Regions from separate parts of the Zea mays genome. Here all the other regions are linked to region 1. Evidence: chromatin contacts called from public Hi-C data. All regions are on one chromosome and are shown on one strand. Each heading gives the region's core, a stretch centred on a gene start, on an enhancer-like site or on the middle of the called end of the contact. The rest is flanking DNA. Distances are from core to core; before and after follow the strand shown.

The links. A called contact is a pair of places that touch in the nucleus more often than the background predicts.
Region 2: a Hi-C map of leaf shows a contact between it and region 1, with 4 times the contacts expected there. The contact joins the promoter of LOC103652539 here to the promoter of LOC100286233 in region 1. A contact is called at or near these places in 7 of 25 Hi-C or Micro-C datasets (bundle sheath, ear, leaf and 1 more).
Region 3: a Hi-C map of endosperm shows a contact between it and region 1, with 2.2 times the contacts expected there. The contact joins the promoter of LOC100282456 here to the promoter of LOC100286233 in region 1. A contact is called at or near these places in 7 of 25 Hi-C or Micro-C datasets (bundle sheath, ear, endosperm and 3 more).
Region 4: a contact with region 1 is called in a Hi-C map of tassel, with 4 times the contacts expected there. The contact joins the enhancer-like site here to the promoter of LOC100286233 in region 1. A contact is called at or near these places in 8 of 25 Hi-C or Micro-C datasets (ear, endosperm, leaf and 2 more).

What each region holds. Positions count from the first base shown.
Region 1 is chr3:214,204,872-214,208,222 of Zm-B73-REFERENCE-NAM-5.0, forward strand. It overlaps LOC100286233 (transcription initiation factor TFIID subunit 11), which reads right to left and starts at 1,576. Exons shown (of 4, transcript NM_001159121.1): 1 at 1,172-1,576. The coding sequence starts at 1,473.
Region 2 is chr3:214,424,466-214,427,664 of Zm-B73-REFERENCE-NAM-5.0, forward strand. It overlaps LOC103652539 (THO complex subunit 2), which reads left to right and starts at 1,861. Exons shown (of 33, transcript XM_020550513.3): 1 at 1,861-2,189; 2 at 2,281-2,409; 3 at 2,930-2,971; 4 at 3,101-3,160. The coding sequence starts at 2,046.
Region 3 is chr3:214,458,415-214,461,465 of Zm-B73-REFERENCE-NAM-5.0, forward strand. It overlaps LOC100282456, which reads right to left and starts at 1,342. Exons shown (of 4, transcript NM_001155366.1): 1 at 1,109-1,342; 2 at 853-993. The coding sequence starts at 1,282.
Region 4 is chr3:214,338,601-214,341,834 of Zm-B73-REFERENCE-NAM-5.0, forward strand. No RefSeq gene overlaps it. Among protein-coding and RNA genes, the nearest start is that of LOC103651353, 21 kb to the right of the region's middle. Within about 2 kb of position 1,786, at least 13 of the 20 cell types and tissues checked have an H3K27ac peak or open chromatin away from gene starts, as enhancers often do. A contact at or near this core is called in ear, endosperm, leaf and 2 more, where this site is marked.

The DNA.
Region 1 (3,351 bases), core at 326-2,825:
CCTCCTTCGCTGTTTGCCCCTTCCATTTTGTCTCCTGGACACATAGGATATTAACACGCCTCCTGCTCGCTGCATCGATTAACTCTCTTAGCTTACCTACAAGGGAACCTACGTTCCAACTACCTACACGGATCGTAGTCAGCTCAACTAGCTTACTTACCCCTCACACCCATTGAGACAGATGCGAAGACCCTTGCACATTTGTCACTACATCCGGGCGCCGATGTAGCGCGCCACTAAGGAAGCGACGACACGATCCTTGCTCACTTGACAACGCATCCAAATCACGACACGGTGCGCCACCAAGAGGGTGGCGGCCCGGCCCTTGCCCATTTAACACAATACTCCGATATGATGCGTCGCTAAGAGGGTTACGCACCAATGGTTTTCTATTGGGTTTCATCTCCATATGAGTGGTTAATTTTTTTTATAGCTAGCTCGCCACGCCTAACGCAACCATGGTTTTTAAAGCGGTAAGGCGGTCCAAGGCGTTGGAGCACCGCCTGGACGCCTAGGCGACGCCTAGGCGAGGTAGGCGGGCAAGGCGCCTAGGCGTTAGACCACCGCCCGGACGCCTAGGCGACGCCTTAAGAACAGAGAACGCAACCCTCCTCCTTCTACCTGGAGTTGGGAACAGGCTATGCTGGCACCAACATATGCTGAGACAAATAACTTTCTAAATACAAAGGATCATGGAAACAAGCCTACTATCAAACACCCATACAAAAGATAAGGGCAAACAATGCTAACACTAATATTGATGTGGTAGCATGATTCAACTGAGAGTGAGAGCTGCTAGTTTTGTTATATGTAATTGGTTTCTGTGTGTTCAACAAAAGCAAGAGTAAGGGTTCACCAACTTGCTGATCTAGTGATCAGCAACCACACCTACATGTTTATGACTTTATGTTTATGTAAGAAAGCACAGCTAGGCCTGTGAAAAATCAACGAAAAACTACCAGCAATAAGGCATGGAATGGCCACCCATTTGCTTTGCATCGTTAATGATCTATGTGGTTAACATAGGCAGAATTAAGGTTCGCAGTCCCCCAAACGCATATCTACTCCTCAGAGAATCATTCCAATTACGAGTAACCAGCGAATTTGTACAGATAACAATGCAGTGCCATTTGCTAGATTAAAAAAAAAAGTGAACAGTTTAGGCACGAACTTCATCTTGGCGAGCTTGTCAGGGTCGCCAGTGCTGCTGGGAAGCTTGTCGAGGTCAACCTCCATCTGGTCCTCGTCGTCGTCGTCATCCTCCTGCTGCTCCCTCTGGACCCGGCCCTTGGCCTTGGCCGCGGCCGATGCTGCGTGCGACGCCGGCGCCGACGGCTGGCGCGGGGGCGGGCCGCCGTCGTAGTCCTCGGCGTCGTCCGCGAGGCCCGCGGCGCCGGGTTCCTCCTCGGGCGGCGCCGGCGAGTCCGGCGGCGAGTCCTGCTCCTCGACGGCCGCCTCGAACGGGTCCTTCATGGAGCGGCGCGGTGGCGGTGGATGCGCGAGAGGGCGGGGAACGGATGCAGAGAAGGGAGAGGAGTCTTCTGTATCCGACGAGCTGGCTGGGCGGCTGGGCCTAGGCGGGCGCGTGCGTCGGGGGCTTCCGTTCGCTTTGCCCGTAGGCCGTAGCTTTGATCTAGGCCAGCGTCTGGCACGGCGTGGTTGGTGTTGGGCCTATTGCGCGTTTGGATGGGTTAGGCCCACAGGGCTCGGGAACGGTGCGCAGTGGGCTGATTACGTGCAGGTAAATTAACTATGGGCTGGATCGGATCGAGCATGCTATGGAATGTGGATATAAGAGGGTTAGCCCACCAGGATGCTTTATGTCAACAACGAGTCGACGACAGCGCATACACACAGATGATGGAACATTCTAACTGCTAGCGCCTACATATGTGATGATGTTTTCTTTTATTATTATTAGTTAGTGTACGGCAAAGGTAGCCAAGAACCACATCCAGATGCTATGAAGATCTCTCCTCACTCTATAGTCCAACTGCGACCCACCAGGGTGCTATCATCCTCCGTGTTGGCCACTTGGCACGCTTCAGAGTTCAGACCAAGACCTGACGCTGTCGCGATCGTGATACTCTGCACTCTACGTCTCGCTGGCTAAGCTAAGCTTGTTGTTCGACAATATGATTAGCTTTTAAATTTCTTCCCATCCATTATCGCTCGCAAGTGCAAATGCATCTATCGTCTATCTATCTAGGAGTACATCTCAAAGCTATTCTAGCTAACGCGTGCAGGCTAGCCCTATCCGGCCGGGAAGGAATTTAGGATAGGATTTGCCCCAGCTTTTCCTACAATTCGTATCGCACGCATGTAGTGGCGGCTCATTTGCTAGCTTGTTTAACCTAAACCACCCCAGCGCATAGGATTCTCGATCGCACAAGCTAATCGATGACGATCCACATTAATTGTTTACTTCCTTCAGATGCAACAGCAGATCACACACACTACGCACGGAGTAGTATATTTTATCAGGGCCCTTCCCCCCAGCACAATGCAGATTAGGTGCGTGGCGGTGGTGCCATGCATCTGCAGACGACAGAAGAGTCCTTTTCGGCGCCGATTACTCTAGCTATACCGTCTCGTCGTCCTCGTGTTGGCCTATCTCTCTCTCTCTCTCTTCCTGTCCAGGAGCTGGTGTGGGTGAATATTCGGCGCTGTTTCCAACGTAACTCTGACCGACGACTCCCGGCGCCATGGCTAGCTGCGCGCGGCTCTTCTTCCAATCGGTTGCGCTCACCTCGCTTTCGCGGAAAAGAGATGCCCGCGCTCTCTTGCATTGTATTATACACAATTGATACTTGTACTGGACAGGACGACGGGCTGGTTTTTGGCTTCATCTGCCCTGTCCGGCCGGTGGTGTGTATCTGATGTGTCGAGCTCTCAGCTCGCGCCGAGACCGAGAGCCTCTCTCACACGGCCGCGCGCCGGGTCGTAGATGCATGCATATGCCTGCCTTCGCGCCTTGTTGTGGCTGGGATGCGCGCGTATGGAAACACTTTTATTAATTTCTTTGCGTAGAGACAGGTTTGTTTTTTCGCCTTTTGTTCATGCTCGTTTGTGGTGCGATTCCCACGACCACGATCGACAATTGATGTGTGTGTGTGTGTGTGCATAGCCTTTATTTTCCCCTCCTTGTGCGATTCCAGTGGCCATTATGGCCCTGGGCCGGGGGGCACTTGTGATGATGCTGAGTTTGTTTGTGTACTTTAGTTTTTCATCTGTGTTTTTTTTCCACAGACACATGCAATTTTCAGGTGTATATTGGGAGTATATATTTTGGTCACCTTTACATATATAGAATATAGACACCATGTTCTACTTCCTCCTGTTTAATTAAAC
Region 2 (3,199 bases), core at 611-3,110, 220 kb after region 1:
TAAAGTCTGGCTGAAACTATTAGTTCTCCTAGCTACCATTGTTGTTGGTGAAGTTCCTTTTCCACTTTATTGCACCTCTCTTGATGATAAGATTATACCAACACTTGACTTTATAAGTAAAGCTCATTTGAATCTATTGGATCTCCTAACTACTAGTAATGTTCCATGTTACATTATTGACTATCAGTACAATCCTTCGAATGGTTCGATGGCATCATTGAACATGCTTTACGTTGATAGTTTGTCATCATCGACCATCTAGGCTATAAGCATATCTTGTACATTGATGAGGAACAGTAGGTGAGTTAGAATCAAATTAGACTATAATTAGTTACTTATATAAAGTGATAAACTATTATAACTTAATATTAATAAGTGACATGGATAGCTAAATATATATTTGTGGATGACATGTATTGATACATGGAAATCGTAATTGCATCTGCTAACAGGTTGTGACTGATATAGATAGAAAATACAGTTAGGCCCGTTTGGATTCTTGGCATTGAATCCCATTTTATAACAGTAATTTAGGCATAAATCAATTAAGTTAACATGGTTCAACGCATAACATATTTGTATACCACTGTTAGTTATATGAGGAAGATATTTATGTGCAATATTTTCGGTACAGATGAGCGAACTGAAGAGCGTGTTATAAATTGCAGAGCAGAGTCATAGCTTAAAGATATATAAAATCAATTTCAATCCCTCAACTCTATGAATTTGAGACATGTTTATATTTGAACTTTAAAAAGTGGTTGAATACCAAATCTCAAACTAAGTAGGCTACTATATTAAGTAAATTTCAATTCCTTTAAAATAAAGAGATCCAACTGTCCCTTAATGTTCAGTTATGCTATAAGACACAAGCTACGAGTGTGGTTGTACTAATCTCCCAGTCTCAACGTCTGTGCAACATCATAGTGTGTAAGTTTGAAAAAAATGCGAGAGTCAAAGCTAAAGACCTAAAAAACATATAAATCTCTCTCTATCTAATACTAGAGTGTGATTTTTTTTTCTTCAAAATCACTACATCACACTCTTTCGTCACTCGACCCACTTTGTGAGCGCGAGTAACTAATTTTATTTAGTATATGATAAATTCAATATCTTAACATAGATATACATGTAATTTGGTGCTAATATTTAATTATGTTGTTAAGAATATTATGAAAAACAAGAATAATTTTTTGTATATTTGTTCGTGCATTGTTTTCTTCATACATGGAAAAAGTAAAAAACACCCAAATTTGAATCTGTATGCGTATCTGGATTTTATACCAATCATTTAAAAAGGGTTAGAACAAATTTAATGTTTGTTTTTTATGAATCTTAATAAGCTCAATGCTACACACAAGAATATAAATTATATATCCTACTTGTCACAATTGAAGAAAGTAGCCAAAAAATTTAACATCACATTCCAACGCACATGGACTGGATGAGAATATGAGATACACGAGCATCCAAATAAAGCTATAATTGATTTACCATCTATCCACAATTTAAACTCATCTATCGTATGAATACAAGGGATCTAAATTATTATTCGGCTTAACTCTTATTTTTTGTTACTATATTTAAATGGATGATGGTAAATATTTATATATAAAAAACATACATCAACATTGTATAGATTCATTAAAATTCTTAAACGAATTTTAGTTTGGGATAGAGGGAGTATATAACTACGATATATAATCTGATTCTAAAATGCACAAACGAGAACAAATGATCCAATATATAAACTCTGTTGAAATGTACATATTCGTTTACTTTGGTAGCTATTATGAACGCTGGATCTGGACCGTTGACAGCTTAGATCGCACTAGGCAAGCCTCTGTTTTCACTGGTGTAAAACAAAAAACGGAAGCCACGCATCCCGTTCTTGCTTGCACACACCGCGCTTCTGCCGTCCTTGTCTTCCTCGCCTTCTCCATCGGTACCACCCCGGTCCTGCTCCTCTTTCTCTGGCCTTTGGCAGCTCCCATGAAACCCTAATCCCCAAAACCCTCACCCGAACCAACACTGCCGCCACCGCCATGTCGCCCCCTCTGCAGGCGCCCGACTACAAGCACATCACGGATGAGTCCCTTCGCGAATGGAAGGGCCAGTCCGCCGGCGCCTTCCGCATCCCTGATCCGGTCCCCATGGCGCGCTTCCTCTACGAGCTCTGCTGGGCGATTGTAAGCTTTCGACAGTTCGGGTTGCTCCGTGATTTGGTTTTCCTCCACCCGTTGGTCCTTCTGTGCTGACTGGGTGGGCTGGGATGCGCAGGTGCTGGGCGACTTGCCGCCCCAGAAGAGCCGAGTGGCACTGGAGTCGGTGGTGTTCGTGGAGGAGGCACGGCGGGAGGAGGAGCTCGGCTCCGTGCTCGTTGATATCATTGCCCACCTAGGACAGGACGTGAGTATATGCAATTTATTCTGATGCCATCGTTGTGGGTAGTAAGTTTGTTTCGTGGTGTCTGGTGTGTATTTGATTAGTTAACTTTCTCAGACTAGGATTGTATGATTGTATCCTGTCATGTGTTTTGGTGGCACTAGCTATGTGTATATGGACTGAATTGGCCACTTTGTAGCGTTTATGAGGTGTCTGTGTCTCTAAGAAGTTCTGTTTCGATGCATTTCTTTGAACTAAAAGGTGGACAATAGAGACGACACTGTATAAATGCAAATAATACTATTCACTGTGCCATTACCATTTCCCATCATATAATTTTAAATGTTTTCCTGCCTCTGTTGCTTTTTTATTTATCTGCTGCAATTAGGTTATTAGACTTTGACCCATGATTCACTGCTTTTACGTTTTACCTGACATGAGCTTTGGCACCTGTGTTTTTTTGGATGAGTTTTTCTCCTCGTGTTTTGGTTTAGTGACATTCCTCTAATAGTGTTTAGTCATTCTAACTTACTTCAAAATGCAGATTACAATATCTGGTGAATATCGCAGCCGTCTTGTTAAAATGGTAATAAGTTAGGCATGACTTCTAAAGCAAATGAAACAATTCGTACTCCTCGATGTCTACTTTCTTGTTGGTTTAAAAATGGGACTGCTTAAGTGCTCATTGAGTTCTATATGGATACTCATCTTGCAGACTAAGTCATTTGTGGAGTCGTTGATTACTGTGCCTAAGCTTCTGCAAGAGCGATGTGAAGTGAGTTTTTTTATTCCTTTTGGCATCAGTTTAAGATAA
Region 3 (3,051 bases), core at 92-2,591, 250 kb after region 1:
ACTGCTCCATAGTTCCATTCCATCAAGAAAAGTAAAAACATCAAGAGGTGGTAGACCCAGAAACTTTTACAAGCCTGGATGATTCTCATTGTATAAAATCTAAAAAGATACGGTGTTTTCTATAATACAAATATTTTTTTGCACTTTGCCGACAAGCCCGGGCGGCCATTCCGCTGGTCACTAATTTTCTACAATTATATTCATTTCCTATCGATCATCGATAATGCAAATCTCCTAATACATAAACATAATACAACTTCTCCAATGGAATGCTGGTCTGATAATAGTTTCAGTGCCACAATTAGAGATACTCATGTCCTTCATCTCTAGCCACAACAGCATAAATCATTCTTCAGATGCCGGTACAAGCAACAGATGTGTAGTAAGTATAAGTAGTTCACCAGGGTCTAGCTATGCAACATATGCGATGGCACATGCACAGGTAGCAATGTGCATCTGTCCCCAAAAATGCACACCCCACCGGCCCACCCCATTATGCTTGAAAGATGGTGAAGATGTTGGATCCTTGGAGAAAGAAGTTTTTAACTTCTAGAGGCAGACAGATCCTAACAGATTCTTGTTTAAGCAGTATCCTACTTTACCGTATGAGCTTTTATAAGCCGCAGGAAAGAATTCATGAGCACTGGATAGCATTAAGGCTAAGTTTCTCTGGCAAGGGGCTGATGATAAATTTTCAGATATCATATGGCAAAATGGAAGATGGTCAGTAGGCCTAAGGACCAAGGGGGTCTGTTTTTTTTTCTTTCTGAAAAGCAGAGGTAAAACTCGTTTTTTAGAAAAAAAAAGAGAGAGAGAGAAGAAGCCTACTGGCCTGAGGAGTGAGGAGCTCACCTGGACCTCGGCGAGGCCAGTGCTCTGAGCGATGACCACGTCGACGGAGCCGTCAGGGCGGGGCCGCCAGTACCCGCTCTCGGCGTGCATCGGCTCGCCAGACGCCGTCTTCCACGTCTTCTGCGTGTACGAGATCACTGGCTGCAGCCACCCACCACCGCCGATCCGTAAGCCAAAGAAAAAGCTCTAAGAATTTGGCAGCCGAAGGGAAGATTTTCTCGCGAGAGAAACATCGCAGGTAGAGAGGGCCACACGCCTTGGAGGGATGATGCGAGAAGAGGAGCTCCTCGCCGTACCGGAAGGAGGATATGGTGGGGAAGCTGCCCTCGCCTTCCCCGCGCCACTTCCCCAGTAGGAAGGCCAGCGGCGCCACCGCCGGGTGAGTTGTCTGCGGCGCCGAGGGCTGCGAGGCTGCGCCGGTGGCTTCCATTCCTCCTTTCCTTGGTGGCTCCGCTTGGGTACTGGACTTCCCGTTGGTCAACAACTCAGCACTCAGCACCGAACCGGCCGCCTCCTCGCTTTCCTCGCGGAGCACAACGGAAGGCTTAAGGCCTTGTGTTTTTTGACCCATTCATTCGGCTTTGGGTGCTACCAATTTGTTGTAGTGTTTCATTTTCACATTTAAAAATATTCAAAATTTTAAAACTATATTCTAAAACTGAAAATTGAGAAAATGGTGTCGGGCACTTTAACGGCAGGGATCTAATTGTGATAGAAATTGGGATTTCTGTGGGACCTGCCGCCTATGGGTGTGTGAATGAGGGGAGTCCATCCATATTGACACCTAGCATGTCACACTTGCACTCACTCTGTGTTGACACCCATTAGGTAATCGACAATTAAAAATAATTAAATAAAAGCATCACAAAAATAATGAAAACACATATAAATATTTAGAAGCACACTACATATAATTATTTAGAAGCACACAATGGATATTTCAATATCAATCTCTACTATATAAAGCACCAGTTTCAACGGTCGTTCCGTGTCATCTTTCCCGTTTAATACAAAAATAATGTAAAATTATGCATAAGCAAGGGTTTGGACCTTAGTTATTGGCTCCACAATCACACCAGCTAACATATAGAACACACATTTTTGTGTCTTATTGAAACAAAGTCTACTCATATGATATATAGAAATCGTGGCAATGCATGGGCACCTGACTAGTTCACATTTGAAAAAAGTGAAGATGAGTAGACAACCTAAGGTTTCATTGGGTTGGACCAAAATTACATGTGAACAATTACTCAAAATTAATATTTTGGTGCCCATTAGGCACCCATGGATGAAAAGTCACATCTAGGCCATCCCATCATTTTGCGGGTCAGGACAAGTGTAAACACATGGGTGGAATTTAACACCCAAACCTACACGAATGGGTGTGAAACACGTGGACACCCGCACCCACGGGTGTGACTGCCATCCCAAGAGGCAGCAAGCCCCCTCCCTTCTATACAAGCCAATTTTGCCCTCTTAGGGTCATCCTTTTCTCCCATCACCTGCAACGGATGCATTCATGATTGTACCAACTGAAAGGGAATTAAGCTTACACCTAGTTCCTAAATAATTTTGGTGGTTGAATTGCCCAACACAAATATTGGACTGACTAGTTTGCTCTAGTGTATAAGTTATACAGGTGCAAAAGGTTCACATCTAGCCAATAAAAAGACCAAGTGTTGGATTCAACAAAGGAGCAATAAGGCAACCGAGGGCACCTCTGGCTGGAGGCACCGGACTGTCCGGTGTGCACCGGACAGTGTCCGGTGCGCCCGTAGACTTCGTTTTCTACCCTTCGCCAGAGGACTTCGACTTCAACCCTTCGCCCTCGGGAATTCGCGGAGGCCGGCGCGCTATAATTCACCGGACTGTCCGGTGTGCACCGGACATGTCCGGTGCGCCAACGAACCGCGGCCTCCGGAACTCGTCATCCTCGGGTTTTCACGACAGCCGCTCCGCTATAATTCACCGGACTGTCCGGTGTGCACCGGACTGTCCGGTGTGCCAGCGGAGCAACGGCTCTCTGCGGCGCCAACGGCTCCCTGCGCAGCATTAAATGCGCGCGCAGCGCGCGCAGACGTCAGGGCTGCCCATACCGGTGCACCGGACATCAAACAGTGCATGTCCGGTGTGCACCGGACACCTCGGCAGGCCCACAAGTCAGAAGCTTCAACGGTCAGAATCCAACGGCAATGG
Region 4 (3,234 bases), core at 536-3,035, 130 kb after region 1:
TTAGTCTTCCTCTTATTGTTCGTTGGTGCCACTCTTTCGCCCCTGTTATGTTGTGAGCAACACATATGTTTTGTCTTAGCTGCTAGGCTTTTGCCTTGGAAAGATATAAAATCCTCACTGATAGGGTCATTTTTCACATGATCCTCCATGATTCCCGCCATGAATACTTACATGATACTCACTACAAATGGTTTCTAGCTCTCTTTATACATGCAGGGGCTAAAGTTACAAATCAATTATGAGATATAGACTTAATCGGCTTACAATCCGAGTACTAATTATATCGTACGTACCGGTTAGAACTTCATCCTTTGCTCATAAAGAATACGTTGTCTTGTACCCTATCCTTTAGGACGTGAGCTAATGCATGGGTCAGATGCTTTGTTTTCCTACTTCCCATAGAACTTATGATACCATATTAAAGAGAACGGAACACATCCGGTGCACATGAGTATTTGGTGCACATGAACTAATAAAATTTACCAAAAAATCTGGAAAAATCATACATATTATTTTCATCCTACTCCTATTATATACAAAGTTTCAAGTTCAAAATCGTTATATTTTAGTTATAAAAAAAGATAATATTTTAGACGATTTTATAATTTAAACTTATCAGAAATTTTATCTTTTTTTATTATGGCTAAAGTATAATGAATTTTTAACTTAAAATTTTGTATATAATTGGAGTAAGATTGAAAGAATATGTATGAATTTTTTTCAGATATTTTTGTAAACTTTGTTAGTTCATGTATACCAAACACTCATGTGCACGTAGGCACGTAGTGGATATGTTCTCGGGAAGAGAAATGTATCAGCACGGCCTTTGAAATTATAATAATAATAAAAAGTTAGACGATATCAATGATCCAATGTTCAAACCGTTACGTTTGATGGTCACAACGGCCACTCTGTGAGTAGATGGACATTACACAACAGGAAAACTACTACAATATATTGTCTAGTTTCTTTATTAAATCCAAAAGGGAATTTGCGAGGTTTGAATTCAGCATATATATGAGCAGTATATGAGTCACGATCCCACAGATACCTGTGTCCCCTAGCTTGTTCTTGTTGGTTCCCAACTGCATGCATGCATGCTCTTATTACGTGACGTACGTGGTAAATTAACCGCGCCATGAATGAACCCCATGATCCCTGCACTGCATGCGCAAACGGTCGCGGCAAAAGCGCATCTGCGGATGGGGAAAGGAAGACGAGGAGCAGCGCCAGGAGCCAGGAGGCAGCGAGCGCGCGCGTGGCGCGGACGTAAACGACACAGCGGAGCTATCAGCTGACACGATCGAGCTCGACGACGACGAGCAGAGCAGCTGGCGTGTTCTTTGTGCCAAGGTCGCGTCAGCAGCCCACGGTGTATTTTCCTACCGGCGGCAACTGAAATAATGGCTCAAAAGAAACACAGGTGACAGGTAGGGGGGCGCTGGGCGTCGTCGTCATCCATCGTCTCTCCCTGCATGCTGCGCTAGCTAGCTGCTACTCGACGTCCGTCTCCGGGACTGAAACTGAGAGCCACTGTCTGTGGTCACATGTTTGTTTAAATCTAATCGTAATGAGATACTAAACTATAAACTAATATTGGCTTGTTCAAATTTACTAATATTCGAGTATAAATCATTACTATTACTATTTACGTTATATTTCGTGAACCAGACCCTGAGGTTCTCAAACTCGACGCAGCGGGTTTCTCGAGACGACTACAACTCCGGTACGGTGTACCGGTAGCTCACATGGCTGCATGACGCTGATGCCTCTGGTCCGGTCAACCCTGGGAAACCGTTGGCTCTTGGTACGGGAGTGGAAGACTGGAAGTTGCGGTTGCGGTTCGCAGCTTCGTGCGCCCCTGCCGAAACAGGAACCTGGCTGCAGGAATGGTGGTCATGCCGCGCGCCGTACGACTAGGGAATTAGCTAGGGGCATGTTTCCATCGATCACTGTGTTGTAGTACGCCGAGCGTCTTCGCCTTTGACACCAGACACGGAGGTACTGAGGTAGTACGCTCCTCGCTGCTCCAGAGCTCGCGTCTGTACGTGAAATGCTCGCGGCCGCAGGTTTGATTGCTCTTGCCGGTCGCGGACGGCGCCACGGTTTTCTGGCCCGTTTGATTGCTCTTGGCTCTTGCTCTGCTCCGCTGCGCTCATCTGAGAGCGTTGCTCCTTCCACTTCCACTGTCTGTAGTAATTGTGAGTTGCAGTCTCTAGTGTGTGTGTGACCTGCTGAACCTGCGGCAAATTTAAATTGCCCTAATTACCTGGCTAGCTAGATCGTGCAGGTGAGTGTTGTGTTCGACCGATTTGAGCGTTAGGTTCATTCAACAAGTAAAACAAGCCGTTTATCTCCTAAGCGCAAACTACTGTCACAGGCCTCGCGAGCACACCTCACGTCGTTAGAGTTATAGGGCTTGTTTGGTGGGCTGGCTCGAGCGCCACACCACGCCACACTCCGGCTGCCGCGGGTGTGGCGCCCAAATCGGCCGGCGCCGCAGGTGTGGCGGGCTGCGGCGCCGTAGGCTCCTCTCTAAACAGGCCTATAGTCTTATAGAGTTTAAAAGTTAGCTAAAGCAACTCCAAGAGTCTAACTAAATGAACTATTCTCGACAAATAATAGAAAAACTGCGGTTAAAACTCCATCCAATTGCCATCCCGTTGAGACCGCTAGGCATTTTTGTCGAGCTCGCCATCTCATTCCTGTGCTGCTCTCACGCCCTGTCGTCGTCCAGTGGCAGAGCCAGGCCAAAACGTGAAAACGAGAGCTTGGGCACCGTCGCGTCGACGAGCCTCACTCAACCACGGATACTCCCTCCCTCCTCGTTCTCATAGCCGTCTGTCTGCGCGGATACCACTGATCGGTAACACCTAAAACCTAGTTTTTCTTGTTCTAGTTTCAAGAATCTAGCGAGCTAGCTAAACGGACGGTTACTTTAGATGATTCGATTTAGATCTAGGAATCTAAAACCATGGCAAAGGAGCCCAATGTCTTGTACTTTGAAGTGGCCCATCTTCACTTTTAATTGTTTATTAATTAGGCCCATAAACGAGAAACGAAGCAGCCGAAGACTTTGGTAGCACCGGGTTGGGCTGACAATTTATATTTGATTATTCTTTAACAATGGGCTGGCTTCTCAGTTTAAAAAAACAATGGGAGGTTAACATATAAGTAATCTATCATAGACCGTATCAATTTAATCGGACCAAGACACGACACAGATAAATAGTG